Linked DNA regions of Danio rerio: regions 2 and 3 are each linked to region 1. A link is a contact called in public HiChIP or PLAC-seq data. All regions are on one chromosome and are shown on one strand. The core of a region is the stretch at or near the end of the contact, and the rest is flanking DNA. Distances in the headings are between cores, read along the strand shown. Region 1 holds the start of hnrnpa1b (heterogeneous nuclear ribonucleoprotein A1b). Region 2 holds the start of hoxc6a (homeobox C6a). Region 3 holds the start of hoxc9a (homeobox C9a).

The links. HiChIP or PLAC-seq counts read pairs in DNA pulled down with a chosen protein or histone mark.
Region 2: an H3K4me3 HiChIP or PLAC-seq map of embryo shows a contact between it and region 1, with 2.5 times the contacts expected there. The contact joins the promoter of hoxc6a here to the promoter of hnrnpa1b in region 1. A contact is called at or near these places in 1 of 18 Hi-C or Micro-C datasets (caudal fin) and 2 of 4 datasets of contacts at active chromatin or transcription factors (caudal fin and embryo).
Region 3: a contact with region 1 is called in an H3K4me3 HiChIP or PLAC-seq map of embryo, with 3 times the contacts expected there. The contact joins the promoter of hoxc9a here to the promoter of hnrnpa1b in region 1. A contact is called at or near these places in 1 of 18 Hi-C or Micro-C datasets (caudal fin) and 2 of 4 datasets of contacts at active chromatin or transcription factors (caudal fin and embryo).

The regions. Positions count from the first base shown.
Region 1 is chr23:39,410,623-39,414,920 of GRCz12tu, reverse strand. hnrnpa1b (heterogeneous nuclear ribonucleoprotein A1b) reads right to left here and starts at 2,740. Exons shown (of 11, transcript NM_200104.2): 1 at 2,678-2,740; 2 at 2,049-2,168; 3 at 1,781-1,927; 4 at 1,495-1,705; 5 at 1,335-1,412; 6 at 1,121-1,249; 7 at 952-1,047; 8 at 674-865; 9 at 449-595; 10 at 127-214. The coding sequence starts at 2,689. The coding sequence ends at 135. cbx5 (chromobox homolog 5 (HP1 alpha homolog, Drosophila)) reads left to right here and starts at 3,276. Exons shown (of 6, transcript NM_001080184.1): 1 at 3,276-3,348.
Region 2 is chr23:39,217,934-39,221,939 of GRCz12tu, reverse strand. hoxc6a (homeobox C6a) reads right to left here and starts at 2,496. Exons shown (of 2, transcript NM_131123.1): 1 at 2,094-2,496; 2 at 1,191-1,483. The coding sequence starts at 2,496. The coding sequence ends at 1,191. The region is part of intron 1 of hoxc3a (homeobox C3a); the gene reads right to left. All of the region lies in intron 4 of si:dkey-81p22.11 (a long non-coding RNA gene), which reads left to right.
Region 3 is chr23:39,196,716-39,200,794 of GRCz12tu, reverse strand. It overlaps hoxc9a (homeobox C9a), which reads right to left and starts at 1,394. Exons shown (of 2, transcript NM_131528.3): 1 at 794-1,394. The coding sequence starts at 1,361. All of the region lies in intron 1 of hoxc3a (homeobox C3a), which reads right to left.

The DNA of each region.
Region 1 (4,298 bases), core at 1,491-3,990:
GTTGTTTCTACACCAGATGTACAGCAAGGTTACAGTTTAGAGTATTTAGTCCAAGACTAACTTATTGGGATCGTTACCCCTGTTATAAGTCTATATGCATGGTAGACAGCAAAATCTAAAACAAACCTTTAAGCTTAAAACCGTCTACCGCCAGAGCCACCTCCATAACCACTGCCGCCTCCTCCACTACCACTAGATCCACCTCCATAGCCACCTAAAACAGAGGTGAATGTTAATTTTACAGTGTTAAGGTGAGATTGAAGTATTTTGGAAAGCTGCAAACATTGACATCTATATTTTTTGCTTTTACTACTATTTCAAGTTTCTAATTCTCTTGATAACATCTCATGCATAACAAAAGAAACTCTAAAAAAAAAGTTTGGAATTAGCTCACGTCATTTATGCCTTTAGGATGAACTAATCACTTTAAAAAGAATGGTTAACTCACCACCATATGGGCCACTGTTTCTTCCACCGCCTCCAAAGTTCCCTTTCATGGGACCATAGTTGGACTGCTGGCTATTATAGTTGCCGAAGTCGTTGTAGTTTCCACCTCCTCCACTGTTGCCGCCACCACCACCACCTCCAAAGTTACCTTGAATTGATAATACACCCCATTATATAGTCTATAGTTATAGTTCAAGGACTTGCACCATGATTAACATCTACTCACCACCTCCAAAGTTTCCATTGCCATTGTTGTAGTTATTATAGCCACCACCGCCGCCACCACTGTTGCCTCCACCATAACCTCCCCCCTGGTTGCCATAACCATGTCCTCCTCCACCACCTCCTCCATATCCACGGTTGCCTCCATAGTTGCCAGGACTGCCACCACCATTGCCGCCACCACCGCCGTAGCCACCTAGAAAATGCCAAAAATAAATTGTAAACATGCTGATGGCACAGGATATGAAATTGCCAAAAACAGAGCCAGTTCATACAAATCACCTCCTCCAAATCCATTGTTGTTGTTGTAGCAGTCACCGCCTCCTCCATAGCCACCGCCGCCACCACCACCACCTCCAAAGTTATTTCCTCTTCCTCCTAAAATAACAGTAAAACTACTAAGTTACAAAGAAATAACATTAAAATCTTCAGAATCCAGTCAGGCACATACCTCTTCCAAAATATCCATCACGGTTGCCACCTCCGCCGCCACCTCCAAAGTCATTATTGTAGCCACCATTATTGCCATATCGGTTGAAGTTTCCTCTATCGCCGCCGCCTCCACCACCACCACCACGACCTACAGATTAACAAAATACACCGCAATCCATTAAAACACCAGGGGAAAGTAGGAAACAATAGTTAATATTAATAAACATTCATACCAGTGTTTGCCATTTCTTGTTTTGAAAGAGCTTTTCGGACTTCACAGTTGTGTCCATTCACAGTGTGGTACTTTTGAACTAAAGGAGAAAATACATTTGTTAGCACCTCATTTCTTTAAGTTCCAAGACTACTAGATTGACCGTGAAACACAGCACTTACTGACGATACGGTCAACAGAGTCATGGTCATCAAATGTGACGAAGGCAAAGCCTCTTTTATTTCCGGTCTTGTGGTCAACCATTATCTCAACAACCTCAATCTTTCCAAACTGATCGAAGTAGTCGCGTAGATGGTTCTCCTCTGTATCATCCTTGATGCCTCCCACGAAAATCTTCTTCACAGTTGTGTGAGCAAATGGTTTGCTGGAATCCTGTAACCCATACATAATTAGACATCTAAATTCAAGCCTTAATTTCCTTAAATTTTATTACAAAGTTAACCTCACCTCTCTAGACACGGCTCGTTTGGGCTCTACAAGTCTACCATCGACCTTGTGAGGACGTGCATCCATAGAGGCATTGACTTCATCCACACTGGAGTAAGTAACAAACCCAAAGCCCCTGGAGCGCTTTGTGTTTGGATCTTTCATCACCTAAATGAAAACAGAAACATTGATTAAAACACCTAACGTTGTGGCATAAAATAAATCTGAAATTTATGTTGCAATGCATTAATAAATTTCAAATAGCCTTAAAATATTAAAAGGAACTTACCACACAATCTGTTAAGGTGCCCCATTGTTCAAAGTGTGCCCTTAAACTATCATCTGTGGTTTCAAAGCTGAGCCCTCCAATGAAGAGCTTCCGCAGCTGCTCTGGCTCACGTGGCTGGCCCTGGAAATAACAACCGATTTCGGTTTAGAATCACAGCAGCAATGTGCATAGTGTTTATTATCGGTAACGGAGATCAAACCAAGGATTTACTGGAACAAAAAGCGTCGTGAATCCATACGGTAACGCACTCTATTTGGGGGGAGGTGAACGAAACATCCGCCATGTTAGTGCAGGACTATACGTCCAATTTTAAACCGCGCACTCCCTCCAACAAAACACATGAGGTTGTAAATGCGTGCAAACATGGCTCGAAACAACGACTGAATAGTTATAAAACAAATAAATACCGATTTTGCAAAACACGACCTTCGATGAAGCCATGCGGCCTAAATTATGTGTGCACATTACAGGAGTTAAAATGGCGGCTCGAACACGCTTACATTAACAAAGAACCACAAATGCGGTGCACGCTGAATTATATAACATCAAGGGCGCTACGACTACATGCTTGGCGCATTATATATATATATTCATTCGAAAGCGCTATATTAATAATAACGCCAACTTACCTCTTTGGACATCCTACCGACTATTTCTGTCCGTGCTACGCCACACGCTTGTCGGTGAGACACGCACTGAGAAGAAGGGAGATACCATAAATAGCTTGGATGAATTCAGTCCCCTCCCACCGGGAACGATGATTGGTTCAGGCTTCCCGCTAATGCTTTTGTTTGGCGCTTTAAAGACATCTGATTGGATGACACTCAAGTCAATCCATAGAAGAGGCTAGTGCTTAAAAAATTCTAAAATATTTTATTCAGAAAGCTGAAGAATCTTTTTTATGAAACACAAAAAGTAGTCTTTATTGTATGGTGGGTTAAAAGATTCAGACTATAAGTTCCTTCATATTACTTCATATTACATACACCACTTTCGCATGTACACTCGTGCCTATTATTCATTTTTTAAATAGTATTATTGCTTAACAATAATAAATAAATCTGAAATGTTCTTCGAAGTGTGTGGATTTGGTTTCAGTGTGACGCGTGCGCATCCCATTGTATGCGCCGAGGCCGTTTTTGGCGCGAGAGCTGCTCGCTGAGGAGCACGCTGATTGGCTGAACGCGCCGCTGGACGGATGCATGCGCGAGAGGCAGCAAACTCTGTGTGCAAGGAAAAAGCCGCCGCCGCCTCAGCCTCATTATCCAGCACGAATAGAGAAACGTCGAAAAATATCTCAGTAAGTATGACATAATCAGTCACATTAATGTACAAATGTGTCATTGTGGATTCGCTTTGCATTGGGAGCGAGCAGCGCTGTCAATGCCACGTTTAAAACGTGATAGGATCAGGTGAAATCTGTTCTGCTCGGCCCGCGCTGTTGCTAAGCAAAGGCTCGGTGCGTTAGCGAGCACGACGATAGCACTCAAATAAATGCGAAAACTCGTGTAAACGACTCGTTTGCAGCTGTTAAACGGTGAAAATCGTGGAAAGAAGTAGCGCGTGTGTGCTAATGACGCTAAATTAGCCTGCTATCTTGTGCCTAAACATCGGGGATTCTTGTTTATTGTTTTTTTCGCAGGCGATGGTGACCTGCTAAGCTTGCTTATAGTTCGTCATATATCAAAAACAGCATTGTGAAATACATGTACTTATTTCTCAAACACGTAAGTTTTATATATAGTTTTCTAGCAGAATGAGCTTTTAGCGACGCAAACAGTAGCAATCAATGATCCTTCTCTTGCTAAATGTTAGCATTGCAGCTAGCACTGCACATAAATACGTTCACGATTTGTTTGTATGTTGTGTATATTGAAATATAATTATTGGAAATTAGATTGCATATGGTAGGACAAGCTGTGCAGGTCTGCTAGGTGTTTTCACACAGTTTGGCCTTGCATGCTTGCTAAAATTTTTGATGACATTAAGATAAGAACACATGGCCGATTTATCGCATTCCTGGAGCTAGAGTTGTTAAATGTGTCTTGTAGGCAAATGCTGACATTAGTGCAATGCGTTTATGTTAGATTTAACAATGAAAAAAGTGTCCCACTTTTACTAGTTGTTTCGTAAACAATCTGTTGTTGTTATTATTGTAGAGTGTACGTTTAAAATAATTTAAATCGAAGTCTAATAGGTCTTTAGTGCGTGTATATTTCCAAAGAAATATGTAGGATACGTTTATTAGAG
Region 2 (4,006 bases), core at 1,247-3,746, 190 kb after region 1:
TAAATACTTTTTGTCAATCAAGCATTGTAGCTGTGTCATTACATGAAATATGCAATGCTTTATTCAGCATTTAAGTCGCCACATACTTTTATCGTTAAATATATTAACGAATAGGTTGAACTATTTCATTCAAATAAGTGGACTTTGGGCAGATTCAATTAAAGTTAAATTGAGTACATCTGAAGAAAACAAACAAACTACGTGTAAAAGTGGATTTAATTTGTTGTTTGGATTTAGCTTGGTCATAAATGTGTAGGCCTGAATATAAGCTCTTAAATAAAATATTCTTCAATACGAACAAATGTGTGAAGACTTACAATTTTTAACCCAGCTGTGAACCTCTTTCTGAAGCGCGAAAAGCGCAAAGTCGTAACAACAATAAGACAATACAGCTTTTTGTTTTCAAGAATTTTATTAAATAATACACAGTTTACACAAACAATATAATTGCGTACCAAGGTATATGCTTGTTTTCATATGGGTGTGATTCTTACTTTAAGACAAGTTTATATGCATACAACTACAAGTATGATGAAATGTATTTTTTAAGTCTCTCAATACTTGATGTGCCAGTACAGCGGCATGTCGAACAATAGAACACTGACGGGGCAAAGGCAATATTGAGGGGGGACAATTAAAATAAAATGATTTAGGTAGTATAGTTCATCCCGTCAGTGCTTGTTTCATTGTACAAATATGCATCCACAAAAACTGAATGTGCATATAAGAAGTTTCCTTCACTTCTGGAATGCTTAGGGAACATTTTAGAGGCTTAATAGTTGGGAGACGTAGCCTACTTATCAAATTGGAATACATTTTCATCTAATGTACTTTTTCTACTAGCCTATAGCAACATGATAATACTAAAACCACACAAATAGTTCATCTGTGGCATTGTCACCACGCAGCCAATAAAAGAGCTATTTCAACAAAGAGAAGTGAATTCCATTATGGTGGATAACAAGTGCGTCTTCCTCTCTCTTCATCTCTCCATTTGTTTCTACGTGTGTATATGTTAGTGGCGTACTGGTGGTAGTAGAGCTTTTGTATATGGTGTTCAGGTCAGAAGAGGAGGGGGGCAGTCAAAGTAATAGCAGAGTATACAGTCCATGCATTAATATTTGCAAATTCTCAGAGTTTAGGTAGTTACGTTGCAGTTAACAGGCGTTCGAGAACGAGACATTGATTTCCTAATCTTTTTTTTTGGGTTCCTCCTCGGTCTCCTTCTCGGTCTCTTGAGGAGTACCAGCAGATTCGGTCCCCGGTACAGTGGAAGTTAGATTGGTCTCTTTCTTCCATTTCATGCGCCGATTCTGGAACCAGATTTTAATTTGACGCTCGGTTAGACAGAGAGCATTGGCGATCTCGATGCGTCTGCGTCTGGTTAAATAGCGATTGAAGTGAAATTCTTTTTCCAGTTCCAAGGTTTGGTATCTGGAGTAAATCTGGCGACCTCTTCTTCTGTCTGACCCGTACCCAACTCCTGTTTTAGGGGAAAGTAAAAAATGAATTAATAAAAAGTTAACACAGCATTTTTAAATCAAATAAAAAAAATAAACCACACATTTGAAATCCTGGTGGAATTTTCAACTTTCTGAAAATTTTGTTAATTTATTTTTGAGGTAACTAATTTAACAATTTGATAAAAAGAATGTTTACATGCAGAATTTGACCCATATTTCAGCCACAAAGCAACGCGAAACTTTACATTTTGGTTTCCAATGCTTGTAATACAAATATTTATGTCAACTAACTTTGTCATCCTCTGTTTTCAAACAGTACATCGGAAGAGTTAAGCTGCATTGTTAACACAGTAGTGCATGCTTCTGAAATAAAGTTCAAAATGCCCTTTATGTTGTATATTTTCTAACGCGCTCACACTTATTGCACAACTTTTTAAAAATAATTTTGGCACTCGAGTTTTAAAGGAGGTAGCCAAATGGGATTTCCCTCTCTGGAAAAGGGGGCTTTTATAATCTGATGATTTAGTAGTGGTTTACGAGGCCATAAAATGTAGCTACTCTGTTGATAGGACGTATCGTAAAACAGACCAATTCCACCAGGGTATGTCCTAAGTCGCAGTAAAAACTCACCGCTGTGCGAGTTCATGCGCTGCATCCACGGGTAGATCTGAATGTTGTTCGCTTTCTGGTCCTGTGTTCCTGCACGAGCTTGTTCCAGGTTGTACTCCTGGGCAACGTGGCTCTGCGCATTAAGTCCCATACTAGTTTGCCTGCAACTGGGAAGCACGTCCTTATCTTGAAGAAACACGTTAGATCCATACTCGTACGGTCCTCGACTTGATCCAAACACAACGTTATCTTGAGGTGAATAGAAAGGGGACGCGTAAATCCGGTTTTGGGTCACTGTAGTGCCATAAGACGAAAAATGTCTGACTGAATCATATGTGGTCGAGTTCAGTGGCATGTTGGGCAAAACCTCTTGCCCACCAGATAAATGGCACGAGAGCGACGGGTTCGCGAAATACGAATTCATACCTTTCCTATCGCCCTCTCATCAACTCACCCTCCTATCTTATTTCCCCTCTCTTAATCTCACACTTTCTTTCTTTGTGCTTGGGGTCTGCTTCCTTCTGTCACATACACACGTCTCCCGCCTGCTTTCCTAACTCTCTTTCAAATGAACTTCAGAAGGATTTCAATAATATTAATTTCCAGTCTCCGGTTAAGACGCGCAAAGCAAGTGTTATAGCCAAGGCTTGGCTCATGGAAGGACAATATGACAGCGTCACCTGACCACTTTCAGCCAATTGAATGCGCTGTGTACGGAGGAATATCGAGCTTGTAGCTTCTTATCCTTGTGGCTTCAGTTGATAATGTTTAAGTAAACACACGCAAAAATACTGAATACGCAGTCAAGAAAACAATCAATTACGTCTTTTGTGCATCAATCGGCGAGTTAATGCCAGTATTAAGCTTCTCCGTGTATCTTGGGAAGGTAAATACAGACTTTTCTTGGTGAATCATGCATTTTACAGTGAGCTAATTTTCGTCTAATTTAATTACTTGAATGATTGTTTACTACAGTTGCTTACTGTCGCTTTCGTATATCAAACTATACATATGTAATTTATTATGGCAGTATTAATTATAACTACATTTATAACTTCTTTGCTGACACAAAAACTTTATTATTTAATAACAACTGATTTGTGTATAACAACACTAGAACAACAATTTAGCCACTAAATTTATTTCCTAAAAATGTTTTTTTTAAAATAAAAATGATCCAAGTCTAACTATTAAACAGCTGCTCGCGCTTTATCTACACGTATCTTGTTTACCACAACGTTTTAAATAAATTAAATATAATAACTCAGAAACTGTTAATAAATCTGCTGATACACGTTATATCACATCAATAGGCATAATCATTGCTTTATCGTCAGTCATTGAGTGAAATGGCAACACTATTGTTTTTGTTATTCAGTTGATTTGTCCTTGCTACGTTTGTTTCTGTCTATCCCTAATTTCCTCGGGCTTTCTTTGCGCTGAAGGGGAAACGTCTGTTCTTTTCCTTTCCCCATTTGTAATGTATTGATAATTTCAATGGTAAAAAGAACCTGAGTAGGGAGGGGGGGAAGGGGCATCTTACTAAAGAATGCGTCAAACGCGCCTTGGTGCCATAAAAGTCACAAAACCAAACTGAGGACTTCCAGCTCAGAGGCAATTACCCCTTTGAATGTATGGGGGCTGTGCAACGAGTCTCTTATCTTCTGGACAGAAAGCTGATAATTTTTTAGCATTTAACCTACGAGCGTAAAGACAATAATTATGAATTAAAAATATAAGGCCTCTTAACAAAATGTAAGTTCTCCTAAACTGTATTATTTTAATATTTTTTATTACATTAAATGGATCATATATGCCAACGATATGTTAAACAATACAACACTTTGGCTTTTTTAATATTATATATTTTTAGCTTGCAGCCATATTAATTGAATGGTCAATTTATATATCATGTATATCATGTTGAAATAATC
Region 3 (4,079 bases), core at 145-2,644, 210 kb after region 1:
TTTGAAATAGCTTTGCAAACTCTTACAGAGAAATGGCGCTGTAAACTGGTGAATGTACCTATTTGCTTTATAGGCCCATAAAAAAGAAAAGGCTTGTGACTCAAGCCTTCACAAGTCTACGCTCAAAGTTCTGCTATGCAGTGAATGCACTTCGAACATTCCACGTGCTGTTCCTTGCTATAAATGCTGTTTTTATGTGTAAATAATATTTAATTTAATAGTTAAACATTTAAATTAAACAAGTGCCTGTTTTTTGTGCCTGTTTCATTAGACAATACGGTCATGATGTTGTAATACACTCTACAGATATAATTTAAAACAAGTAATATTATTATTTATAGGTTGTAATAAAACACTCAACATTTGAAACAAAATTAGCTTTTAAGAAATATTCGTTTGCAAGTTTAATACGCATAATCGTGCCCAAAAAGCCTGTATTGTTATTGAGTCAACGGGAGGCTAAACTTGTACATATCCACATTAAACAACACACAGTGAAAAAACTACATCGTCTTAAAGCTATAATGATAATAGGACAGATCTTTGTTAACATCACATGCTACGTTCTTTGCCAGACTTGGCTTCTTAGGAGACAATTTTTATAGCTCACAACCCGTTTTACAACCCAATCCTATGGCGTTTGTCATCAATGGATAGCCCTAAAGCAGACTTGAGTCGGGATGAAAGAGTATAGAACTTGGTTTTACGACGGACAACAGCCAACCACCAAGCGAACGCAATAAACTGAGAAGCATCCCATACCCGGTTGTAAACAAGAATTGCTCTAACTTACTTGGGTCTAATTCAGCCTTGTCGTCTTTGTGCTTCCCGGAAGACAGGCTCTCCGTCTCTGGCGATGGTGTATTCTGTTGCTTTTCTCTAATGTCGACGGCTGAACAGTAGAGATAATCCGTATAAGTACGTCCGTTCGAGCCCAAACAGTCTCCGGCGCGGGGATCCTGGAAGGTGTCGGGCTTCAGCCCGTAGTGCCTGCTATTCCCTGCATATCCTGGAAAAGACACGGTACCGGGGATGGGCTCCAGCCAAGAGCGAACGTACCTTGAGTCTGTGCCTAGGTGAGGTTGGTGAGTGTATGGATGGTAAACTACTGACGACTGGGAGTGAACAGGGGCCCACGAGGTAGTAAAGACTGGTGGTTTCGGGGCAAAGCTGCAGGACGGGTAATCCGCGCATTCCGGTACCAGGGGCGTCGGGCGTGAGCTGGAGGATATCGGACCAGTGGCTGTGAAACGACTCGCCAGAACATCCTCGCTCTCATGGTTGATCAAGGAATCCACATAATAATTACTTATGGGACCCGTAGCCGACATGGCGATGTTTCCCTTCTCTTTTACATGCATCCGATTATTATATGGAGTGTATGTGTACTTTTTTATCTGACCGTAGAACAATCAAGACAGGTAATTATTTCAGAAAGCTTCCCCAGCTGGGATTGGACGCCTGTGGAACACGTGATTGAATTTACCCCCTGAAAAAACTGCACAGCAGATCAATGCGCGCGTTCTCCTGGAACAGCAATGCACTTCGAGCTTGCAGTAAGGTTGCTTAATACTAATGTTTTCTTTTTAAAATGAGCGTAAACATAATAAAAGGCTTCGTTTCTAATGTATTATGAGGCAAGTGATTAACGTAGATAGTTATTTGAACTTAAACTGAACAGCAAAGTGTGTGTTAACGGCACTAAAAAGGCACTATTTGTTGGTGTAATCAATCTCTGTCGAGCCAATGCTACTGTGCTGTGGCTAGCCTTGTGCGCATCTCACACTTCACAATGTTATTTATTAAATGCAATTAGGCAAAATAAACGGTTATACATGTCTTTCTCAGCTTCAGTATTAATTTATACAATTGAAAAGGACCCAATACAATAATTGTGACAAATATAGGCGCTTGTGTTGTCTAAAGGGTTGCTTTTACGCACTGAAGTCTTATTTTGCTCTAGTTTCAAACAAGTACAATTGGGATATCCCTCATAAAATGAAATTTTAAACAAATCGGGGCGGTGGGAATAGTAAGACGCCCGAAAACGCACCACAACTGCGGCTATATTCGTCAAGTGGTCGTGCATGCTTTTATGTCCTTCAATAAATTTTTACGAGGACCATTTGATTGTTCATAAACGTGTCGTTAATAAAACTGCAGTTGAGTTCCTGGTATAACATAAAACCAACACTACGCTTGTGAAAGAAGTCTCATCAAACCTCTTTCGAGTAGAAGAATGACGGTTCACTACCTCTGTTAGCTCTTAAAATTGCATCTGAGATAAAGATTTGGGACAAATCATCAGTATAACACAGTCTACGTACAATAAAGTATTTATTGACCACTTTCATTATTAATATTACATTTTATGCTATTTGCATTTATTTGTAAAGATTTTCTACGTTTACTAATTTTACTGCGATATTTTTGGACAAAACATCTGCATAACACAGCCAACATACGTTAGTAAAGTATTTATTGACCTCTTTTATTATTAAGTGTACATTATATGACATTTGAAATTTTTGGTAAAGATTTTCTACATTTATCAAATTCACTACGATATTTTTTTTTTTTTTTTGGACAAAAACATCTGCATAACAGCCTACACACATTAGTAAAGTATTTATTGACCACCTTTAATATTAATATAATTTTTGTGTTTGCATTTATTTGTAAAGACTTTCTACGTTTACCAATTTCACCAAGATTTTTTTTTTGGACAAAACATCTGCATAAAACAGTCTACATTAAATTAGTAAAGTATTTATTGACTTCTTTCATTATTAGCATTACTATGCCAGTTGCACTTATTTGTAAAGACTTTCTACGTTTATCAATTTTACTGCGATATTTTGGCCAAATCATCTGCATAACACAGTCAACATACATTAGTAAAGTATTTATTGACCTCTTTCATTATTAAATAATACATTTGTTTATGGCTTTTGCAATTTTTTTGCAAAGACTTTCTACGTTTATCGATTGTACTGCGACATATTTTGATAAAACATCTGCATAAAACTAGTTACATAAGTTAGTAAAGTGTTTAATGTTCTCTTTCATTATTAACTTTACATTGTCATTTACAATTGTTGCGATTTTGTCAACTACGTTGATGTACTACAGGGCAAATAGTATTTTAAATGGAAAAAAAAATATATATATATATATCCCTTTATTTTATACCTAAATCTTTGTGAAATTATTGTACTTGAAGCTTTGTAAAATATTTGTAAATATAGGTTTTTATTTTGTTTGCAATTTCAAGTTATTAAAACTGGCTCACAAATAAACAAAATAATTGGATCCTAAACATATATCTCAAATAATTTAACGGTGTACTCGTCATGCAGAAAATGAATCCGTCTTGAACATTTTACGGTTAACATGCACATTATTATATAGCAAATTTAAGATTTTTACTGAACGTATATTGCGGCACTTGGAAATCTGTGAATTTTTGGGCTGCTGTCATTGTCAGTGTTAGGCCCAGTATGAAACCGGCCACATGAGGTCAGGCTTTTTTTTTCCACCCTTCTTTTGTGGGAACATCAGACAAATTAATACATAGACACGTCAAAAACACTCGAGCAAAAAAAAAAAAAAAAGAAAAGTTAACATTACTTTTGTAATACAAACAGTTTTTACAAAACCTTACTGTTTAATTAGATAAATAGTTTAGAGAATTTTGGCAAAGTAATGGGTGTAATTGTGCACCTTTCAGCAGTAAAAGAACTTATTAAAGTTCTTAATTTAACATAATTTAAATAAAATTAAGTACACGCAGGCATACTATATTTAAGCAGTAGCATTTCATTAACTCAATTTGTGGTTTATAAGTAGGTGTGTCAGCTTGTTGATTATGGCGTTGATCTTATTTTTTTTCTTGCGATACACTGCGGAGGCAATATAATATAAAAACCCTGACAGTAGATTTCGCTTTCACTTTTGTGAAGAGAATTAATCATATGAAGTCTTGGTGGGATGTGGCGTATTGTGGTTATCAATGCATCTTATCAAACTAATAAATTAATTACAGCGTGACACGTACAGAACAAACATTTAATAGAAAA